2 separate regions of the Sus scrofa genome follow, and region 2 is linked to region 1. The links are chromatin contacts, called in public Hi-C maps. All regions are on one chromosome and are shown on one strand. Each heading gives the region's core, a stretch centred on a gene start, on an enhancer-like site or on the middle of the called end of the contact. The rest is flanking DNA. Distances are from core to core; before and after follow the strand shown. Region 1 overlaps HACD2 (very-long-chain (3R)-3-hydroxyacyl-CoA dehydratase 2). Region 2 overlaps ADCY5 (adenylate cyclase type 5).

Evidence for each region. A called contact is a pair of places that touch in the nucleus more often than the background predicts.
Region 2: a Hi-C map of heart right ventricle shows a contact between it and region 1, with 2.8 times the contacts expected there. The contact joins two enhancer-like sites. A contact is called at or near these places in 2 of 47 Hi-C or Micro-C datasets (epiblast stem cells and heart right ventricle) and 1 of 2 datasets of contacts at active chromatin or transcription factors (alveolar macrophages).

The regions. Positions count from the first base shown.
Region 1 is chr13:136,931,150-136,938,165 of Sscrofa11.1, forward strand. It overlaps HACD2 (very-long-chain (3R)-3-hydroxyacyl-CoA dehydratase 2), which reads left to right. Exons shown (of 7, transcript XM_013982376.2): 7 at 1-2,415. Among named protein-coding and RNA genes, the nearest start is that of ADCY5, 31 kb to the right of the region's middle. Within about 2 kb of position 4,507, at least 15 of the 83 cell types and tissues checked have an H3K27ac peak or open chromatin away from gene starts, as enhancers often do.
Region 2 is chr13:137,027,253-137,034,268 of Sscrofa11.1, forward strand. The region is part of intron 1 of ADCY5 (adenylate cyclase type 5); the gene reads left to right. Among named protein-coding and RNA genes, the nearest start is that of ADCY5, 65 kb to the left of the region's middle. Within about 2 kb of position 4,014, at least 27 of the 83 cell types and tissues checked have an H3K27ac peak or open chromatin away from gene starts, as enhancers often do.

The sequences.
Region 1 (7,016 bases), core at 3,257-5,756:
ATGTCCGTGAAACTCTGGGGTAGTGCCTGTAATCAGAAAACAACTAGAACCCCTTTCGTTTGTTTTCAGTTGAGTCATTACTGCCTGCCACTAGGAAATATGCTTGAGTTTACTAAGTATGTGTATATCGTAGAGAAAAGCTACCTTATCTGGGGCTCAGCCTCCATCACATTTTAGCAGAATGGCAGTCCTCAGAAAGGGAAAGCTCAGTCACCAGTTAATGACAAGACCTTTCACAGCACCATTCCCAGAACACCACCGAGTAAGGTGTTTGCCAAGAGCTGTTCTCACTTAGGGACCTGAAGCCAATCTAATTGCATGGGAGTAGAGACCTCTGTTGTTGAAAGCACATGGAAGGCATTACTTGAGAAGTGGAGCCTGGACGGACATTGGAGAATAGGCTTAGACACCCTTATTATTTTATTTTTACATTTTCATTCAACTCTTTTGTTTGACTCCATTTCCTAATTATGGCTCTATGTAATCCCCACCAAGTTGGAAGTCCAGAGGCAGTGAAATGTTCCAGTTGGGCAGTCATGAGCTAAAAGTAGTATCGTCCCCACATTTTGGAGCAGCCAAGAAACACTTTGGTCATATGGACATTGTCTAATTAACATCATGTTTTCATATGTTAATTGCTAAATGTGCATTTAAGACTCTTTAAGAAAGGGTTGGATGAAAATATAAAGCCCAAGTTCAGGCCTGCTTTAGATCTTAAACACACAATGTTCTTTGTGGAAACATCATCCCCTTTTTTTTTTTTAATTGGTTTTTCTTTAAAAGTCTAGCTTACTACCTTACTGACTGGTTATCAATTAAAATATAATTGCTAATATTAGAAGAGTATCATATTGGAAAACTAATTTTTGAAATGTTTATTTTCATGGAAGCTTGAAAATTAAGAAAAAAATGAGAAGAAAATACGTAGCCTAAAATTTAATGCAGACAGATACGTAATAGATTATTTTTGAATTGAACATGAAAATTCTGCTTCTTAAAGTCAGCACTCTTAACTTGGGCATGTTAAGATTAGAGTATTCTTGTACTTGATAAACAAAATGTGAGGGAAAGATTATTTTTCGTGCTTTTTCTCTTTTTATTTTTCCAAAATGTATTTCTACTATAAAATAGAATCGATTTGGGTGATAGTAGCCTTATTACTTAATTTGGGTAAGATTTTTTTTCATTTGTTTGGGGAATAGTTATAGAAGATAGGATGAGAAATACAGGCTTGCCAGGATTGCTGGATTGGGGGTTTTATTCAGCCGTCTGTATTATAGTTTGTCCCTGTTTATGGAAAACAGTGTCACAAATAGTGGGATTGCATCACCTTGAACTTCGGCAACAAGAACTCAGTGAACAACTCCCCTCTTAAAAAGGGTCTCAACCGGTGTGCATTTTGGTCCATCAACGTTTAAAATGCTCATTGCAGATAAAGAAGGCATGCCGCCCTGTCCTCTAGTCATCTCTCTCGGTAACTGGTTTCTTTATCTCTTAACGTGGATTCATTTCTCTTTGGAAGTGGTGGCATTCTTTGATGAATTGAGAACATCCAACCCCACCAGGTGCCACAGCTTCTTATGAAGTATGAATGCAGAGGGTGGTGTCGGGTGGGTATTTTGTCAGATTGACTGTTTTCATTTCAGGGCACAGTCAAAGGCATCCTCGGCCCACCTCCCACCCCCACCTGATTGGGTGTTTCAGATCCCCCCCTCCGGGGACCACCTTCTGACAGAATTCTTTGAGGTACTAGGTAGTGCTTTGTAGACACAAGCTGCTCATTTGCATCTTGCTGTGTTCTGTTTGCTAAGGTTGGGGTCATTCATTTAACACATACTGACGATTATGAAAGGCACCATGGAGAGTTAGTCATGGAATAAAAGCACATCCTCCCTGACGGAAACGTTCCTCTGGAGCCAGCTTCCGGCAGGAAGGGTTTAGAAGATGTAGCATTGAGGCATGTGAAGAGATTGTGCCCTCACTTCCACTTGTGTTTTTGGTTATTCACTTGTAATGAAAGGTTGGCAGTGATGTGGTACAACCTGCAAATTATTTTCAGTTCTGAGTTTCAGATAAAACATTTTAAGACAAAAATCAGTACATACTGCTCCTTTGAAATTTGGGTAAAAAATTATACAACCGTATATATAGTCATTTTTATATTTTTTCTATGTTGTGAAAACCAAAATTGTAATTTTATAAGTCTTTGATTCACTAAAATTATATAATTTAAATGTATTTTTTGTATATTTAGAAATAAGGAGTTCAAAGACTATGCTTAACTTTCTATGCATGCATTTGGAAGCTGTTTTTACCTGATAATGTTAACGTAGTAATAAGTTGTATTCATAAAATACTGATCTGTGTTGCATTTCAAAATAAACTGGTATGTGCTCTGCCTGGATTTGAAGTACAGACTAGTGGGTCTAGTGATTTTTCGCATCAATTGTCCTCAAAGTGGTGGTGTAGGATTCTGGAAGAGTTTCCGTTCTGTTAGGGATGCCAGCTCTTTCTTTACAGTTTTAAAACCTAATTCTGCTACTCATAATGGTTCTATACTTACAGGAAAAATAGACAGATTTATATCAAGAGGTTTCCAAAAAGTCATTCTTCCTGCCAGTCCGTCTTCAAGCTTACCGAGCCGGTCCCCAGCATGGCTGCAGGACAAGACAGTGACCAGGAAAAATAGAAAACGAGTAAGAGATTGAGGGCCCTTATCTTACAATGTTTTAATCTAACTTTTCTAAGTCGAGAGGGGAAATACTGTTGCCCAGCAGTGTTCCTCTCACAGTAAAACAAGGACTTGGTCACGTGGTCAAGCACCTCCTCCCGAAAACGCTTCCAAACACAAAGACACTGATGTTCACAGTAAGACGTGGCCAGAAAGACCCTGAGCTGGTACTCGGCTCGGCCACTTCGGACATGCTGGTTCTCCACCCCAAATTCCTTCACCTCCAAGAAAGTGCGGATGTGTCCCTGTGCCGGTTATTTCTGTGGGTGACCTCTCTCAAGGCACCCCCAGCGGGAACATGCCCCCCTGCCTGAGTCTGCCAGGTCTTTCTCGAAGTTGACTGTCACCCTTGCCCAGGGGTGTGGTCTTTGTTCCAAAGAGGAGCTTTTTTTTTTTTTTTTCCCCTAAATGCTGCCTGGTCACATCCTAGACATTACCAGCACAATGGTTAGGATCACTTTCCTTCCCATATAGAGTCTTTCATTTATGAAAAGAAAGAAAACTATTTCAACTGAAACTGAGGAACAGATGGTAAAGTTAATAGTCCAGGCTACCCAGAAAATACAACCTTTACAATCTTAGGGTGGTAATGGGAAACCAGCCAGGGCTTTGTAATTTGTCATTGTCATATTTTGTGGCAATTATATGTACCAAGTTAACACAAGCCCTAGCCTGAGGAATTACCATTGGTATAATTAAGAGACCTACTGTTACACAGCATTCCGAAAATACTGCTGTGTTGTTCTGTTCCCTTTAACAAGAATGAAGACTGGCTTTGCAATTCCTCATGTTATTTTTTTTTTTAATCCCAGCCTTACAAATAGACTGGTTCATTGTCATACAGTTTAGTGGTGAAAAACCATTCTAAACAACTATTACCAAAAATACCATACCTATTAACATTCTCTGCCTGCAAGTGAGAACCAGAGTTAAAAAAGAGAGCTGCGCGGTATTTTGACCAATACTTTTATTTTAAACATGACTAATCTTTTCTTTTTTTTCAAATTTAAAAAGATATACCTAGTGTTATAAAGGTAAGGCTCATTACCAGAAATAATCTTTTTTCCAACAAAAAGGCAATTCACCCTAAAAGTCCTTTTTTTTGTCTTTCTAGGGCCGCACCTGCTATGTGGAAGTTCCAGAGCTAGGGGTTGATTCAAAGCTGCAGCTGCCACAGCCACCGTAATGCCAGATCCTTAATCCACTGAGCGAGGCTGGAGATCAAACCCGCATTCTCATGGATACAAGTCGTGTTCTTAACCCGATGAGCTGCTGGGGAACTCCTACACTAAAGGTCTTTGAATGAACAAAAATAAAATGTGTGAGAGGCTGTGTACTTAAGCATCTAGTGCCAATGTCATAAACCTGTTTACATTTGGGAATTGTTTTCTGGTCACTAATTCCAACATGGACTTAACTACCATGACAGCACTTCCACATCTGTCTCCGACCTTCGTGGATGCAATCCAGATGCTGCACTTCAGGTTAAAGCCCAAAGGCCATTTCTGCTTCCATGTTGTCATGGCCAGGCTGCTCCACTGGGGGGCAGCACTTCACAGGCCATCAGGGCCTTGGGAGTCCAAGGCCTTTTGAAACAGACAGCTTTGGCCCAAGGTCGCCCTCAGAAGGGGCAGAAAGGCACACTAGTGAAAATGAGTCACAGATTTGTCCTGACCCTATAAAACAAAGGCAGTCCAATCTTAAAGCATATTCTAGAGGGGTACAGTAAGTAACACTTTTCTCTAGAGCAAAAAACAGCTTGGATGTGTGCATCTGTTCCCTTCCTGCCGCGGAGACCTCCCCAGCTGGGACCCTGCAGGCAGCTTGGTTTCACAGTGTGGAGGGATTTTGGAGCTGTTCGTAAAGCAGGTGTTAGTGCTCCTGTTTAATGGAGAGCCTGCTTGTTAATCTTTGAAACGTTCAGGGAGGTCAGTTCCCACTCTTCTCTTGTCTCTGGATATTTTTGGAGAGTGGCCTGGGCCATGGGAAAATTTCAGGCCACCTTATAAGGCCGCGTCTGGCCCCGAGAATGCTTGTCTGCAGCTTGTCCAGTACACTCTGTGGGTGTGAGTTAACTTGACTCTTGGTCTGTGAGTTTTCTCACAGATTTAAAATACTTCTATTCATGCCGCGGATTATTCTCTAACAGGCTTAAAGTCTTCCTCAAGAGAGAGCTGTTTAAATGACACCAGTTTTGGACATGCCACATAGATAACCGAGGGCACATGTAATCCCTCCACAACCACACTAGGTGATTGTGCCGGGGGCGGATCGTCATAGTCGCCTGCAGGTGGTTTGTTTATTGAGCGGGTGTGTGTCATAGTGAAATCCACATGTTCAGAGGAGCATTGGAGCATGGGTGTGTTAGGGAGGAAGGTTCAGAGCTTCAAAGGGTTGAAAAGAAAAGTTTTCTCTCCTGCTGATCTTCTCAGATCTTTCTGCATGTGAATGCAGTTTGTGAATCCCCAGGAGAGGGGGTGCTAATGCAGGCTCTTCCAAAACTATTTTCAACCTTGATCCTTGAAACATTCTTCAGGGCTAAAGCTCCTTGAACACCATGAAAATGACGAATCTGGTGGTGGCAGCTTTCCCCATCAGAGAATGTTTACCCATCCCGAGGGGGGGAATAAAAGAAAGTAAGAGAAGAAATGGGCGGGGGCTTAGCCTTGGATCTGGGCATACTTTCCTTGTTTTTTATTTTTAATAAACCACCATCATCAAATAGGTAAATGAATTATGTTTTAGATGAAGGACCCGGGTGTCATCAACCCTCGATGGAGTCTACCATTCGCTACTTTCTGGTGCATCTGTAAGGGAGTCTACCACTGAATGTGAACTTGTCTGTCTGAAAAGACCCGGCTAGGACCGGCAGCCCCTGATGCTGCTTCACAGGCTTAAAACCCCAATCTGGATCCGTCCAAACTGCCACCCCCCCTTGCCCACACCCCAGTTCTAAGCACGGACTTAGGTGCTGGCTGTCAGAGCCTCTCGGGCTCACGTCCTTGAGGCTCCTGGTGTCAGGAAGCCCTGTCCCACACTTGACCTCATACCTGGCTTTCCCTGGGTGATGGCTGCTTTGTGCTGGTGTACCCTGTTATCTGACAAGGACTTCAAGTTCCTTTCCCACAGCAGCTCACCACGGAGATCCTTAGGAACCAGAGAAGACATCACTTGCCCTGCACAGAGGAGACTGAGGTCTCAAGAGGGCACGAGACTCAGGAGGCTGTCCAGTGAGACAGCTGGGACCAGTGCTGAGCCCCCTACCATGGCAGCTCCAGGGCTGTGCCCTGCCACACCCATCCCTGGCTTTGCTGAAGCTCTCAGCTCTTTCCCTGTTTCCCCGACCTCTCCTGCCCACTATCCCTCAACCATCCCATCAGACCCTCCTGCCAGACTCCATGTTCTTCTCACTGTTGTCACAAACCTCTGCACCCACCACCCCCCCGCCCTCCCATTGTGCCCTCTTGGCAAAATCCCAAGCTGGGATCCATCCAGCTGCTACTCTTGCCTGTGTCTCACCCTTGGGGCTGCCCGCCTGGCACCCAGCCCATGATTCCCTTTACACTCCAACCTCTTTAAACTTCTGACTCACTCCAGCCTGGGATAACACCTCCCATTTCAGAGAAATCCACCGTCAGTTAGCAATTCCTTCATTTTCCTGTCACCAGATCCATAGACTTGCCTACACTAATCGCGCCCTCTTCTCTTCCCCCTGTTAGAATGGAAGGGGTGACCCTCTGTTTAAAGTCAGCCCCTTCTGTGTTTCCAGCCCCTACCTGGGAGGGACCTCACTCCAGCCATCCCAGCCTCTCTCTGCTTCCTCTTTGCCATCCCTTCCCATCTTGGCTTTGACCCCAGCACTCCACCCTCTCTCCTCCTGTTCTCTGGGGAAGGTACTGCCAGTGCTCCTCGGCTTCTCACCTCCCACTCTTCCCGTCTCAGCCTGGCTCTTCCTATCATGCCACCGACGTGACGTGGCTCTGTTCCAGGTCACTAGTGACCTCCTTGTTTTGAAAGCCAGTGTGTGCTTTGTGGTCCTTGTCTTCTGGTTAAAATCGGGGTACTCCCTGCTGAGTGTTAGAAATAATGATATGGTTTTGGAGTTGCCTGGGGGCAGGGGGCAGCAATAACCACTCCTGGCCCAGAGCTCTCATTTTTCCCCCCTGCCTCTCTCATGGAGGCGTATGTAAGAGAAACGATGGGGAACCAGCCAACAACACACGAAATGGGCAAGTGTGGCTCGAGCCCCAGGGGAGCGTTCTGGCGTTCTGGGAAGCTCCTCCTA
Region 2 (7,016 bases), core at 2,764-5,263, 96 kb after region 1:
TCCAGCTGATCTTCCCCCCCTCTAGGATTCAGTGGCTCTGTCTCTTTGGCCCAGATCTCTCTGGAGAGCCGCCTGTAGCTTTCCACCTGTCTGTGGCTCCCAGGGTCTTTTGTCCCTGGGAGTCCCTCAAACCCATCATGTGCCCGGCTTGATTCGTATGCCCCATGGTCGCCGGCAAGGCCAGCTTCTCTTCCACCTCTCTTCTCCGTCTTGTTCTCTGGCGTCATCATCCCCTGTGGCCCAGTTAAAAACTGGGAGTCACCCTTGATGACTCCCTCTCCTCGCCTCCCACTTTCAACTGGTCATCTGCGCTAATGGTTTTGACTCTGAAACTCCCTCTCCATTCCTTCACCTCCCGTATCCCTTCCCAGACCACCCTGGTGAGCCCTCATCATCTCTTACCTACTCCACTGCACAGCCTTTTAACCGGGCCCCCTGCCTCGGCCAGCTCGCTCCCTCTGGTGCACCTGCCACACAGCTGTAATGCTCTGTTTCCGTAACTCAGGCCTGAGCACATGGCTTCCAGGCCATTCTGGCTCCGCTTATTGGCTTTCCCCCATCTGCCCTATATGCCTGCACAGCTGCCTCTCCAGTCTTTCTTAGAAGGCTTTTAAGTCCCTCCAACTGCTTCCCACTCTGCCACCACCCATCTGCATTCCAGAATCCAAGTCAAACATCACCTCCTCTGTGGAGTTCCCATCCATAGCTCAGTATCCGACTAGTATCCATGAGATACTTGGCCTTGCTCAGTGGGTCCAGAAGCTGGTATTGCTGTGAGCTGTGATGTAGGTTGCTGACATGGCTCAGATCCTGCATTGCTGTAGTGTAGACACCTAGCCTGGGAACTTCCATAGGCCCTATAAAGCAAAAAAAAAAAAAAATAAATAAAAAAATTAAAAATCACCTCCTCCAGGAAGCCTTCCTGGGCCATGCCACAGCATTCAGGGATGGGCTCTTTCTTTCCCTCTTTGAGGTTCCTCTGTGACCAAACTCACCTGGCTGTTGTGCCCTCCTGGTTTTATTTATCTTTCTCCCTGGACTGGTTGTATCTCAAGATCGAAGATCAGCCTTATTTGATGCTGATTTCTCCAGCCCTAGCAGAGTGCCTGGCCTGCCACTGGCCTCAGTATACATGTTTGTCTAATTAAAGTTGAATGAAGATAAATTCTGTCTTTCATCTGCTAATAGGCCTTTTAAAGAGAGGTTATTGTGTCACTTGGTTTGAAGGTCCCATGTCTGTGACTGGGTTGGGCCGAGATGAATGTCCTCCCGAGCAGGAAGCAGGCTTCTCTCTGCAGGCTGTCAGAGTTGAATGTTTTTTTATTCTCACCTCATGTTTCCATGTGGTTTACGCTCAGCCTCCTGCATGCAGGTCACATCGTGGGCAATTAAAACATACTTCCAGACTGATAAATTTGATCAAATTGATTTTTCCCCATGGCCTGCTTCCCCAAACTTTGGCATTTTCTGAGAACATAGAAGAGGTCTCAGAATCCAGGCTCATTTGAATAACAATGTAGTATCACAGCTAAAACATCACAAGGAGATAAATATATTGGAAAAAATCCCTAATGCATTGCAAAGCCTGATTCTAGTGATTTTCAGATTATTCCTGGGATAGCTCATGACTCACAAGGACAAATAACTAAATCTGTGTGTGTGTGTGTGTGTGTGTGTGTGTGTGTGTGTGTTATCTGCATCCAAATTTCTAGGTTGTATATATACTTTAATCTTGTGGGTTCTGGTTCCATGGACCATAGGATATAGCCTTGAGCCTGGTTGATATTTAACCAATTTTTGTTGAATGAATGAACAGACTAGAGCTTAAGGGAGAGTATGTTTCTCTTCTTGAGGATACAGTGACTCCTCTCGGATTCTGATCCATCCATGAGCAGTGCTGGGTGATACTTCTGGCTTCCTCCTTTCTCTCTCCTGGAGTGGCTGTTTTCTGTTGGCTCATGACCTTTGGTCACTTGTGCAACGTTGAGAAGACCCAGCTGGGCCCCTTCTAGAAGTCACAGGCATGGGTGGTTGGCAGGCAGTGTGGGAAGAAAGTTTCTACAGCCTAGAGAGTCAGGGAAGCTGGTCAGGAGCATTTCTTGAAGGTTCTTGGACCTGCCCAGGGAGGGTGGGGTGTCCACCTTGGTGACAGATTTGGGCCCAGGGCTCAGGAGCTTTGAGAAGGTCAGATTACATTGAGCACATAATTTAGTATCAAAACCAGGACACTTGGGGCAGTGAAAGGGGAGGGGGCCCTGTGAATAACTGCTCTGGGACATCAGCCATTAACCAGGACTGCCCTGGGCCGATCAGAACAGAAGGTCCCCTGAATGGAAGACGGGGCCTGCTCTGGGAGCTCCTCAGTTCTGCCCGGAGGGTCTCAGGCAGAGAGCTGGGGCCTCACTGGCAGCATGCCAGGAAGATGAGAGGCTGGGCTGGGGGTCCTTCTCCCTGGAACTCGGGGTCCTGAGGGTGCATGGCAGGTCTTCCCTCCCACCCTGCGCATACCTCTGTCTCAGCAGCTACGTCTCCAGAAAGTAGAGGAGCCAGGATTTCTGGCACTGACACTGCATGTCTGGCTGGAGCTAAGTGGGACTTATTTATAAAAGGTTTTAATAAAATAAGCCTTTTGGCTCTATTGATATTCTCTCTGTCCTTTCTCCACTGCCCCCTTGCCTCCGCCTTGGTCCCTTCATCCCCCCCCCCCCAATCACACACCCACACAGATTATAGCCCTGGTTGTGAGTGCGTGTGTATGTCAGCAGTGGACATTCTTTGCCCCTAGAAGGACGTGCTTGAGTGGAGTTCAGCGTGGACTCCAGGGTGACCTCTGCAGGAAGGGCAGCTCGCTCGGCCCCAGTGGCTTGCTTGTTTGTTTACCGGGGGGAGGAGGGGTGCAGAGCTTGAGGAGAGGGGGCTGTGTTCATATTGTTCAGAGACATCTGCTGTTTGCAGTAACTTGCCAGCCAGGCGGAGCTGTGGGGTGGCTGGCTTTGCAGTGTTCCCTGTAAATATTATGACTTTGAGGACGGGGGTGGGGTCCCAGGGACTTCAAGGAGACTGAAGGGCTGGTCCTGCACTTGGTGCCTGCATCTCTCAAGTCCCGTTGTGCCCTCCTTCCCTGAGCTGAAGGCCACAGAAGGAGGGGTGGCTTCAGTAGCAGCAAGGAGACGACAGTGGTACTCCTCAAATGAGAAGAGTTGGGGCTCAGAGATTGTCCCAGAGCCAAGCATCAGAGTGGGAGCATGGGAGAGAAGAGGTGTCCTCGGGCTTTGGGCCAGCTCCTCTGTTTCATGGGAAGGGGCAGCGAAGGACCAGTTTCTCAGGCAATGAATTGAAATGGCCCCTGGAGCTTGGTCCTGGGGTCAGAACAAGGGCAGTGCATGTGATGGTGGCTTTACAAGGACACACCTGGCTTCAAATCCCAGCTCCGGCCCTTACCCACTGTGTGCCCTGCGCCAGGCTCTCAACTGGCTAGGGTTAGGGTTAGGGTTAGGGGCTCTCTCAACAGGCTCACTCCCTCTGGGCCTGAGGGAGTGTATCAGAGGCGTATAGCCAGTGGCAGTGCAGATACGAGCTGGTGTTGTCGAGGGCTGCACAGCATAAGTCACCCCTGGTCTACAGGTGGGCCGCACGTGACTTGGCCCAGAGGGAGAGGCAGCCTTCTGTGCCGCAGTCATGTTCCGGGACCGGACTCCGTGACTCCGTGTTTTAGCTTTCCCTTGGTTGCAAGGTTCATCCTCAAGTCCAACCAAATGCCTTGATAATGTGTCCTGTTGCGCCGTCCTGCTCCCGTCCTGCTCCGTTCTCAGAGGAGACAGCTGGTCCCATCTGCAGCTGGGGGCTTAAGGCTGTTTATTATTAAATCTCCCTCAGGGCCTTTTCTTGGGATCCAGCCACCTCAGGCCCTCTGACCTGGGAGTCAGGAGGTCACGTGGCTAATAATAGCTGGTGGGGCCTTCCTGGGTTCAGAGCTGCAGGGAGTAAAGGACAGACGGATTCCCTCCCCCTTACAGGGCAGGAAGGAGCATTCACCAGGCCTGCTGGGAGGAAGGGTGTGTGTGTGTGTCCGTGTATGTCCGTGTGTGTGTGTGTGTGTGTGTGTGTGTGTGTGTGTGTGTGTGTTTTCTTGCCCTTCTGGGTGGCCCCATAGTGTAAACCTCCTTAGCTGACTTTCAGAGGGGCCTATGCAAGAGGAGCTGCCTCTGCTGCTGTGGAGCCTAAATTTAGCCCCGTGGGCGGGCACTTTTCCATCTGGCTTTCTTCTCCCTGAAGAGCTTGTCCATCTCCGGAAGGTGGGAGCCTGGAACTCAGCTGGGCAGCCCCACCCCACCCCACCCTGGTGTTAGGGCAGAGCTGTGAGCCTTGCAAACTCCCCAGGACAATCAAGAGAATCTCCTCCCTCTTGGCCTGGACCAATGACTGGTAAAGCCAGTGGGAGACCTGAGAGCGGGCCTGCAAGCTTGCCTAGCGCGGGGGCCACCCTGATCCACTTCACATTCCTGCAGAGCCAGGCTGCGGAGGGGACAGGGGCCTCTGTCTTTCCTCTTGTCACACACTTCGGCAGGGCCTACCCCTGACTTGGCTTTACTGCCATCCACAGTCCTTGAGGCAGAATCAGAGTCCCCCAGATGCCTCACCAGCAACTCCCTTTCCCTTTGCACTGTTTTTTAAGTTTTATTGAAATATAGTTGTGATAATTTCTGTGATAAATTCTTTGCCCTTTCTACCTATTCACAAAGCTCCATCTCTTTGGCAAGAGACTCTTTTATTTAATGGCCACACCCACAGTATATGGAAGTTCCTGGGCCAGGGATTGAATCCAAGCTGCAGCTGCCACCTATGCCACAGCTGAGGCAGCATCAGATCCTTCAACCCACTGTGCTGGGCCGGGCATCGAACCCTTATCTCCGCAGCAACATGAGCTGCTGCAGTCAGATTCTTAACCCACTGCGCTATAGCGGAAACTCTGGCAAGAGACTTCTTTTTCTGTTTTTTTTTTTTTTTTTTTTTTTGTCTTTTCTAGGGCCGAACCTGTGGCATATGGAGGCTCCCAGGCTAGGGATCTAATTGGAGCTGTAGCCGCTGGCCTACGCCAGAGCCACAGCAACACCAGATCCAAGCCGTGTCAGCGACCTACACCACAGCTCATGGCAACGCTGGATCCTTAATCCCCTGAGCGAGGCTAGGGATGGAACCCGAAACCTCATGGTTCCTTGTCAGATTCATTAACCACTGAGCCACATCGGGAACTCCCAAGTGACCTCTGTGTATCGGTGCCTGAGTGCTCCTCACTCATTGTCACTAGGGGGCACAGCAGACTGGGACCACCCCCTTCCCTCTCCAGGATAGGGAAGGCCACTTGTTGTGCAGGGACCCTGGTAACAGCATCAGACACTGGGGTGGGGGTGGGGGAGGCTGAGGGGGCCGGGAGGAAGTGCAGGGGCCAGGGTGGATTCCATATGCTGTTGAGTCTCCTGTCCTCAGGCTTTTTTCTTTCTTTTTATTTTTTTATTGTAGCAAAATATACATAACAGAAATTTTATCTTTTTAACCATTTTTAAGCGTAGGATTCAGTGACATAAAGCACATTCCCTGTGCTGTGCAACCATCACCCCTTCCATTGCCAGACCTTCTCCCGTACTCATCAGAAACACGGTACCCATTGAAGTGGCCTGGTGGCTCAGCAGGTTAAGGATCCAGCATTGTCACTGTTGTGGCTCAGGTTGCTTCTGTGGTGCGGGTTCAATCCCTGGCCCCACAACTTCTGCCTGCTGTGGGAGCGGCCAAAAAAAAAATTAATAAAAAAAAGAAACTAGGTACCTATTGAACAATAACTCCCCTACCCCCACCCTCAGCTTCTGGTAATCATTATTCTATTTTCTGTCTTTGTGAATTTTTCTATTTCAGGTACTTCATATAAGTTGAATCATTCCATATCTATCCTCACGATACCCGCGCCTGACTTACTTAGCATAGTGTCCTCAAGGTTCATCTGTGTTGTAGCATGGGTCAGAATTTCCTTATTTTTAAGGCTGAATAATATTACATAATGTATATACCGCATTTTGTTTATCCATTCATCCGTCCATGGGCTTTTGGGTTGTTTCCTCCTTTTGGCTATTGTGAATAATGCCGATGTGAACATGGGTGTACAAATATGTGTTTGAATCTTTGCTCTCAGTTCTTTTCAGTATATACCCAGAGATCGAATCTGTGGGTCAGGTGGTATGCTCTGTTTAATTTTTTGAGGAACCACCCTTCTATTTTCCACAGTGGCTACACTGTTTGACATTCTCACCATCATTACACAAGGGTTCCAATTTCTTTTTCTTGCTTTTTTTTTTTTGCTTTTTCTGACCGCACCTGCGGCATATGGAAGTTCCCAGGCTAGGGGTCTAATCGGAGCTACAGCTGCCGGCCTTCGCCACAGCCACAGCAACTCAGGATCCAGCCACACCTGTGACCTACACCACAGCTCACGGCAACACCAGATCCTTAACCCACTGAGCGAGGCCAGGGACAGAACCCGCAGCATCATGATTCCTAGTCAGACTCGTTTCTGCTTCGTCACGCTGGGAACTCCAACGGTTCCAATTTCTCTACATCCTCAACAACACCCTCTACTTTTTAAACCTTCCAGTCCAGTCCAGCTTGGGGACAGTCCAGCTTGGGGACAAAGGGATAGATCTGACTTTGGAGGACTTTTCTGGCTTGAAAGGGATGTTTGGTCCTTTGTTTAGGGTAGGATATCTGGGGTAAGAATATCCTGTGCAGAAGGAACAGCCAGAGCAAAGACCCTGGGGCCAGAATGTGTCTGGCGGCCTGTTGGCAGAAGAGCAAGGAGGCCAGTGTGGCTGGAGCAGAGAGGAGGACCTTGGATATGTACTGGTCATCGAGGGAAGCAAAGGGTACAGAGGCTGAAGGGCCTCAAGACCACATCATGACTTAGTCCTTCCTTTCACTCAGAGTGGACAACATGCTCCAACCCTGGAGCAGGGATAACATGATTCCGG